Regions from separate parts of the Sus scrofa genome. Here all the other regions are linked to region 1. The links are chromatin contacts, called in public HiChIP or PLAC-seq maps. All regions are on one chromosome and are shown on one strand. Each heading gives the region's core, a stretch centred on a gene start, on an enhancer-like site or on the middle of the called end of the contact. The rest is flanking DNA. Distances are from core to core; before and after follow the strand shown.

Region 1 (2,747 bases), core at 224-2,723:
TAAAAAGCCTAAGAAAAGCCCTTACTGAGGGAGAGCCATTACCAGGATTCCCTGCTCTAGAGAGGGGGCTACATACAGAGCTGAAACTTGAGCGGATCTTCTGGGCAGGTGGAAGGTGATGGGAGTGGGGAGTTTTGAGCAGAAGATAAACACTGACAAGCAAAGACAGGAAAGAGGGAAAGTAAGAGTGTCAACAAGCAGGAGAGGAAACTGACATGGGACAGAGGGAGGTTAGAGTCTTCCAGACCAGAGACGGAGCCAAGAGGGAGGTGTCTTGGCCCCCAGGCTTCCACCTCTGAAGCACCTGCTGACAGCTGCTCAGAGCCACCGTTTCTTCCTCAGCTGCTCCAGATTCAGATGGAGAAACTAGAGGCCTGGGCTTTTCATTTGTCTCAACCTGATGGCAAGATCCTTCCTGGATGCTTGTTTTCGCTCTTTGAAATGTGTTTCTTTTATCACCTTCCGGTCCCAGGAACCGTCTGAATGGAGTGGAGAATAGGAGAGGGAGCAGAAGGCTCCACGGAGGGGAGGCCAACCCGTCAAAGGACAGAAGTCCCTTTGTCTCTCTGGGTTGTCAGGGAACAAAGGACAAATGTGCAGAATGGGGGCTGGAAAAGCTGCAGCGGATGCTTTTCTTTAAGGTCCCCTCTGAGCAGCACAGACTTTTCCCTGGGCTTGCAGGTTCATCCCATGGCCAAGCCAAAATTGTCATCCGTGCCCAGCCAGCCAGCCTGGAAACTGAGGCAGCCGTGCTCCGCCTTTCTAGCCCTGTGGCCAAAGCGGCTGAGTGACCTCCTATTAGAGGGGAGTCCTAGCGATCCAAAGGATACTGCCCATTTTTCTCTTTGCTTAAACTTACTGAAGTTCAAGTATCCAAAGAGTTCTGGGGCCCCTATACATGTTGTTGGGCTTTGGGGATGGTGACATTATACCTTTCACTTATGACATGAAGAGGAACCACGTACACAAGTGGAAAATTGACACTATGCTGTCTGGGCCACATCAACCTAGTTTTTATAGAAATCTTAATCCAATCAAAAACCACATGTCAGAAAAAACCGTAGCAGTCAGCAGTGTCTAGGCAAAAGTGCCACCTGTGCCTGAAAAACAGGAAGTAACGAAAGCAAAGAAAACCAGATCCAGAGAAATACAATTTGGAAACTTTTACGGTGAGATGTTGAGGTTTCTGTCACTGAATTCTCCCTCTGTCCATTTTCACCTGCCACCTCCTGGCCTCTGTGTCTTTCCAGATGGACAGTCTCCCACTGAGCATTTGGGAGCCATGCTTCCTGCCGAAGCACCCACTTTGACCAAGCCCAACTGCAGTCCCAGCTGCTAAAAGAGCCCTGTGTATATAAATTAAAGCAAATTAGCCACCGTGCCCTTTTCCTGGAAAGGAATCACATCTCCTTACGGGTATCTGTAAATCAAAACCGACTTGTCTGTGGCGTTCTCGTGGACTTGCCAAAACAAAACCCAGGCTGGCTTGGCTTGGACGAGGGCTGAGCACACAAAGAGATCTATTCACGCGTCTGGACTTCTAGAGAATCATACGGTCCAGTGAAGGTCAAGATGATCACAGCCTGATTTCAAAGGTTAGTTTTTAAAGGTACAGTTCACAACTGCTGCTAAACTTCTTTTCCCTTTAAAAACAAACACTCAGAGATAAGCAGCATAGAAAGACACCTCCAATCTGGCCAGTGGGGTGGCAGGGCAGGGGGTGTCATGTCTTTTTAAGCTATGCAATCGGTGTAGCAGAGTGAATTGGCTGTAAAGTCTAAGATTTAAAAAGCCTCCTATACTAGGGAATTGACAGGATGGGCTGTGGAAAACGGCCTGAAATGTCCACAAGTATCTCTATTTAAATGCAGAATTTCATCCATGTCTTATTATTTAGTCTTTTGTATTTAGTCTTTTGTATTTAGTCTTTTGAGGGAAACTATTCTTCCTCTCCAACTTTAGATTCCTTCCCTCTTTCCCCATTTCTTCTCCCTCCTACCTGCCTTTGTTTCTATCATTCCTTTTGATGAAATAAAGGAGGAAGATAGTAATGTTTATTGTGAACCTACTTTGATATCAAGCTTTCCTATGTACCATTCAGCAGCTCTAAGGAGGCTGTCCCTTGGCTTAAGCTGAAAAAGTCTATCATGATTCCTGTGAATTCACTTTCATAGAAATTTCTTTTTCTTTTTCTTTCCTTTTTTTTTTTTTTTTTTTTTTTTTTTGCTTTTTAGGGCCACAGGTGTGACCTATGGAAGTTCCCAGGCTAGGAGTTGAATCAGAGCTACAGCTGCCAGCCTACACTAGAGCCACAGCAATGCAAGATCTGAGCCGCGCCATAGCTCATGGCAATGATGGATCCTTAACCCACTGAGTAAAGCCAGGGATGGAACCCACGTCCTCATGGATACTAGTTGGGTTCGTTTCCACTGAGCCACGATGAGAGCACCGAGATTTCTTTTTTCAAGTAACAAAGACAGTTTATGAAGTGCACTGTTTTAAGATGTCAGAGTCCTCTGAGTAACTTCACATATCCAGTCATATCTAAGATGCTGCTCCCGAATGTGATTGGCACAGTATATATTTTCTCTTTTTGACACAAACATGCGCAAACATCCACACGTAACACACAAATACATATTCTTTCTTCTCTGTCTGTGATTTGCATGCAAAGTTTTCTTGGCTGTTATTTTCTCTTTCTCCCCCAGGAGGGCTTAGCCTCTGGGAGGAGGGTGTATCTTAAGCAG
Region 2 (2,700 bases), core at 108-2,607, 140 kb before region 1:
ATCGAAACATTCAGGTTTCAGAAGATGAGCAGATTGTACATGAAACTTGAATTTAACGGAATATTAATTCAGAGTAACCCTTGGATTTGACTTCATATGTGTAACTTTTATATAGTTAAATATGTATGTTTAACTTCTGCCCCCTTTTACATTTCAAAACTTCCTTCTCTACATACAAACTTCTCAACATTTCCATCCTCCCAGAAAATAAAATGTGTTAGCACAGAGCTACACAGCACAAATTACCATGCTTTCCCCAAATAATGCCCGTTGTTTGGAACTTTTTGCCATTTGAAGAAGCCAAATAGAGGGAAAAAAAATGTCATGGGTATCTAATGAAACAAATCCGCCAACACTCAAATTCTTCAGTTTTTAGAGGTCCTTTGCTCCACTGATGCCTCTTGGGGAAATCCTGAAAAATAATCTATCTGTAAACAATCTATTTCAGTGCCACATGTTTTCTAAATTTCTTTGCCTCTTGACCTTCAAAGAAAGAAAAACATATTTGCATGTGAAAACAGGACTTTTTGTTTCTTATACATCTATTCTATCAGAGAAAGTTAAGTTGAAATCGGTCGTTTTGCCTAATTGCTTGTGAAGGATCATTTTTTTCTGAAGGACATTGCCTAGTTCTTTGGCCAACCTTAATTATTATTATTTATTTTCTTTTTAGGGCCACTCCTGTGGCATATGGAAGTTCCTGGGCTAGGGGTCAAATCAGAGCTTCAGCTGCTGGCCTTCACCTCAGCCACACCAAAGCTTTAATCCATTGAGCGAGGCTGGGGATCAACCTGCATCCCCATGGACACTAAGTTGGGTTCTTAACCCACTGAGCCATAACAGTAACTCCTTGGCCAACATTATTTTAAAATGCTAAGGTCTGGAGTTCCTGTATGGCTCAGAGGAAATGAACTCAACTACTCTCCAAGAGGATGTAGGTTCAATCCCTGATGGCTCAAATCTGGCATTGCTGTGGCTGTGGTGTAGGCTGGCAGCTGTAACTCCATTTCGACCCTAGCCTGGGAACCTCCATATGCTGCATCTGTGGTGCTAAATTAAAGCTGAATTAAAAAGAAAAAAGAAAAAGAAAAAAGCTAAGGTTTTCTTTATGGTCTCTGTCCTCAAGTTAAATAGAACTTATTAAAATAATAAATCCTGGAGGTGATGTTTTCTTTTGTGTCTATAGCATTTCCTTTCTTTTCTTAGGTTTACTTTCTTTTTTTAACATCTAGTTTTACATTGCTGTAATTTTGGACCATCAAAATGTTTCTAAAAATTATCTGAGGCACATGATGTGATTTACTTGCCCAGTCCTTGAAGCTGTTTTTGGCCGTGTGAGTCCTTTGACCGATGACAGAAGAGCAAAAGTGGAGTGTGTGACTTCCGGGTGGAGCACTCACCATGCAGTCAGCCCCTCCCTCCATGGCCGCCTGCCTGGATTGCAGAAATGCACTCCCAGGCAAAGCTTCCATCCAGAGGGTGCCCTAGTAACTGTGATGAATAGAGTTCCTCTGCCTCCAACCTTGGGTGGGTGTTGTGGAGAAAAAATGAATTATTCAGATAAATAAAATATTAAGCCATTAGCCACTTGCACCTGATAACCTTCCTAACTTTTAATGAAGTTTTGACCATTTTTTATAACAGCCAAAGGAAAAAATAAGTTTCTCACTAATTACAATGATACCATCATTATCCCCTTTCTAGATACTGCTTGACCTAGACTCTCTGCTAGAGTTGTTTCTGTATAGAATTTAGGCTCTTTAACTGGGTGAACTTTGAGATGACTGTAAAGGGACAAGGGTGGGATGGAGAAAGGAGAGCATGATATGAGTCAGCCCCTCATTTACTGAAAGATCTCAACAGGGAAGTTGTTACATGAGAGGCTGAACAATGGTAGAGTCTCCAACTAACCTCTCACCTCCGAACATCTGGGGAGATAATGTTACTCTCCCAGGTACAATGATGTCAGATGCTATCTAGATAACTACCAGATATCCCTAGAAGTAAAGTTTCAGTTTCTATACAATTTGTTTTGTGGAAAAAAGCTAATTTTTTAGACTGAACAAATGAACATTACCGTGCTCTATTAAATATATCTCACTTCCTCAAAGTTTGCAAACAGATACTCATTAAATCTCTCACTTATATTAGGAAAGATTTCTCTGAAGTGCTGTCAAAATTATGAAGATGGGTTTTTTGGGGTTTTTTTTTTGGCCTTTTTTAGGGCTGCACCTGCAGCATATGGAGCTTCCCAGGCCAGGGGTCCAATCAGAGCTGCACTCGTTGGTCTACACCACAGCCACAGCAACGTGGGATCAGAGCTGAATCTGTGACCTGCACCACAGCTCACGGAAACGCTGGATCCTTAACCCACTGGGCAAGTCCAGGGATCAAACAAGCATCCTTGTGGATACTAATTGGATTCCTTACTGCTGAGCCACAACCAGAACTCCTAAAGACAGTTTCTATTCATGTCTGTTGTCTCACCCTCAATGGGGCACACCATGGTTGTTTTGCATCTCTTAAGCATTTCCATTCACAACACCTCATTCACTTGTTAGACCTATTCTGATTTTGTTATTCTGTGGGTTAGAATTCCTGGGATGAAAACTCTTGAGAGTTACAAAGGGCTTTTGGAGATGGCTTTTGGGAGTAATAGCTATAAAGGAAGGAAAGAAACAGGAATGCAACAGGGCCTGA
Region 3 (2,717 bases), core at 39-2,538, 160 kb before region 1:
GTGAACTTAAATAACATCCCCTACTGCACCCCCTTTCACGCTTTGTCTCATTATATTTTTCTTTAAAATGAAGGAGGATCTTAGGGAGATCCCAAGGGAAAAAGAAAGGGAAAGGAATTGTCTTTGACTGTAACATAATTGGTCAGATTCAGTAAAGAACGAGAATATGAGGAGCCCCTGTTACTAGTTTTATGTGGGGCTTTTGGAAGTATCTCTCTCATCTGGAAAACTACGTCAGCTGACACCTGAGCTACTACTAAGAAGTAAGAAAAAGGCTCCCATGTGCTTTCATGAAAAGTTGGGAAACAAAACTACCATATTATCCTCCATTGAAATGTCTTCATATTTTGAATATCACCAATAAATTCCTCTTTGTGAATTTATTTATTTATTTATAATTTATTTAAATTCCTTCTTGCTGTGTCATATCTATGTTTTATCCCTACTTGGGAAAAACAATGGTTAGGAAAAAAAAAAAAAATTCGAGTTCCCCACCAAGGTTCCTACCTCCCAGCTCTTACTTTAAATCATGACATCTCTTTCCTGGCTAGTGTTTATGCCCCACGTAGTATGCAACCAATATTTTGCTAGGTAGAGTATCCAGAAGATGCATGAAGCAAATTCTGACTACATGGTCATTCTTGGATTCACCTCCTTGGTGAGAAAGTGATCATAGACTCCTCTCACTCCCCAGTTGCCCCTGACCCTGGCAAAACGCTGAAAAGGTCATATATCAGCACTGCCCATTCAGCTCTCAGCCTGGGCAAAATCAGAGAATGAGCAGAAACAGACAGAAGACTTAAAAGATGAAGTGGAAAGAAAGAAGGTCAAAGTACTAAAGTCCCTTTACCAAAGGAGGAGCTGAGAAAGAATAGGAGAGACAGCGAGGTAGTGGAAAAACCAGATCGGACAAGGGGGCTGGGGAGGGGGGCCGCTCCTGGTTGAAAGTCTCTGAGATGATGAGTAACCACTCTGTTGTGATGTGGTTGTCTTTCAACCACTTTGAGAGAGACCAATAAAAAAGGAAACTTATGCAAATAATGCAGACACACACCCTAGCCCATGACACAAGACTCAGAGATTCACATAGTTCTTTTATGACCACTAGCAGGAATTGAGATAAATTAACATTTACGGAGACCCTAACTGAGAGCCAGATACACTTATGTCATTCAGTCCTCGCAATAATGTGTTTGCCCCCTTGAGTGTGCGTAAGACAGCTGTGACTGGGAGCGACCAAGGGAACGGGCCAAGGTCATAAAGCAAGTAAGTGGTGGAGCAGAAACAAAGCCTGAGCTCTCCTGGGCCTGCCGCTGGGAGCCAGGAACCAGCAGCCAGTGATGAATGAGAGACACGGAGCCAACACTGTTGCCAGAGGAAGTATGTCAGGAACTGGCCTGCTGAGCCCCTCTGCACTGGGGCACCTCTGGGTCTTTGCTTCATTGTGAAACTGGGTTTTCTGACACTTTCTTAGCCCCAAGGCTGTGAGATCTCTTGGCATGTGTATGGTCATAGACCGCAGCCTATCAGAGCCCCTTTCTTTGTCCGTCCTGTGTGTGCTGGTGATAGAAGCCAGCACACAGGCAAAAACTGCTTTATTATGAGCTTCTGAGACCTTTTGCCTCTTCTTTTTTCTTCTTCTTAACACTTTTCCTTATTTTCTGTTCCTCCTTCTAGTCTTTTATCTACTACCTAATTTCCAGACATTTTCTCCCACTGATCTTAACCTACAGGAAATATAATCAAGTGTTTTCTTTAACTAAATGTAGCAATGTCCTGAATTGCTTACCATTAATATCCAGGACAAGAGTGGGATTCTTACATCCCTTTCTTTGCTGACGTGCTGCAAACTTACTTCTTTGAGCTGTGCACAGCCCAGATTAAAAGCCTGAAATGTAAATTATCTTGATTTCACAATTCTCTTATTTTGACCCTAGTGACACAACTGCAGAGAAATAAAGAATGTTAGCTAGAAGAGGCCAACAAAGAACTGTCATCTGTGTGACCTCAGAGAGGAAGCACCACCCTCTTCTTATTTCCTCATTATGTCTACATTTCTTCTTTTTCATAGTGAACCAACAGAGACCTTGCTAGAAGGGACCCTAGAAAGGTTAAGTTTAAGTTACCTGAGGCCCAGGACCAATCGATGCTTAGTGTAGGTGAACCCCTAGGCATCTATTTGCCTTAGTTCTATGTGAATCACTAAGAAACAAAGCCAGGAGGCAAAAATTCAGATAAGGTTGACATTTATCCTCTTCTCAAAGGCAGGATCCATTGGTTGACAATGCCATGAGCTTCCACTCCTAGTCCCAGCACAAATCTTTGTCCCTGCTATTTCTTCTGCCCTCCCCACTTGTTTCTAGCCCACCAGGCCAACCCATCGGGCCAGGGCCCAGCTACGGGATAGACAAAATGATTTGGATTACCAGTGAAAGCTAGCTAGCGTTCCATCAACCCTAAATCGATAGTATTTAAAAGAAGCTTTAATTGGGAGTTTGGGATTGACATATACACACAACTACAGAAAAGATGACTAACAAAGACCTCCTGTACAGCACAGGGAACTCTGCTCAATATTCTGTAAGAGCCTAGATGGGAAAAGAATCTGAAAAAGAATGGATAGGTATGTACATAGATAATTGGATCATGTCACTGTATACCTGAAACTAACACAACACTGTACATCAACTGTACTCCAATTAAAATAAAATAAATCA

The links. HiChIP or PLAC-seq counts read pairs in DNA pulled down with a chosen protein or histone mark.
Region 2: an H3K27ac HiChIP or PLAC-seq map of skeletal muscle shows a contact between it and region 1. The contact joins two enhancer-like sites. A contact is called at or near these places in 3 of 47 Hi-C or Micro-C datasets (embryonic fibroblasts and heart right ventricle) and 1 of 2 datasets of contacts at active chromatin or transcription factors (skeletal muscle).
Region 3: a contact with region 1 is called in an H3K27ac HiChIP or PLAC-seq map of skeletal muscle, with 4 times the contacts expected there. The contact joins two enhancer-like sites. A contact is called at or near these places in 7 of 47 Hi-C or Micro-C datasets (brain, embryonic fibroblasts, fetal heart ventricle and 2 more) and 1 of 2 datasets of contacts at active chromatin or transcription factors (skeletal muscle).

Annotation. Positions count from the first base shown.
Region 1 is chr2:130,523,592-130,526,338 of Sscrofa11.1, reverse strand. All of the region lies in intron 1 of LOC106509550 (a long non-coding RNA gene), which reads right to left. Among named protein-coding and RNA genes, the nearest start is that of CTXN3, 72 kb to the left of the region's middle. Within about 2 kb of position 1,473, at least 6 of the 83 cell types and tissues checked have an H3K27ac peak or open chromatin away from gene starts, as enhancers often do. A contact at or near this core is called in skeletal muscle, where this site is marked.
Region 2 is chr2:130,667,683-130,670,382 of Sscrofa11.1, reverse strand. No RefSeq gene overlaps it. Among named protein-coding and RNA genes, the nearest start is that of CTXN3, 73 kb to the right of the region's middle. Within about 2 kb of position 1,357, at least 2 of the 83 cell types and tissues checked have an H3K27ac peak or open chromatin away from gene starts, as enhancers often do. A contact at or near this core is called in skeletal muscle, where this site is marked.
Region 3 is chr2:130,687,877-130,690,593 of Sscrofa11.1, reverse strand. No RefSeq gene overlaps it. Among named protein-coding and RNA genes, the nearest start is that of CTXN3, 93 kb to the right of the region's middle. Within about 2 kb of position 1,288, at least 17 of the 83 cell types and tissues checked have an H3K27ac peak or open chromatin away from gene starts, as enhancers often do. A contact at or near this core is called in skeletal muscle, where this site is marked.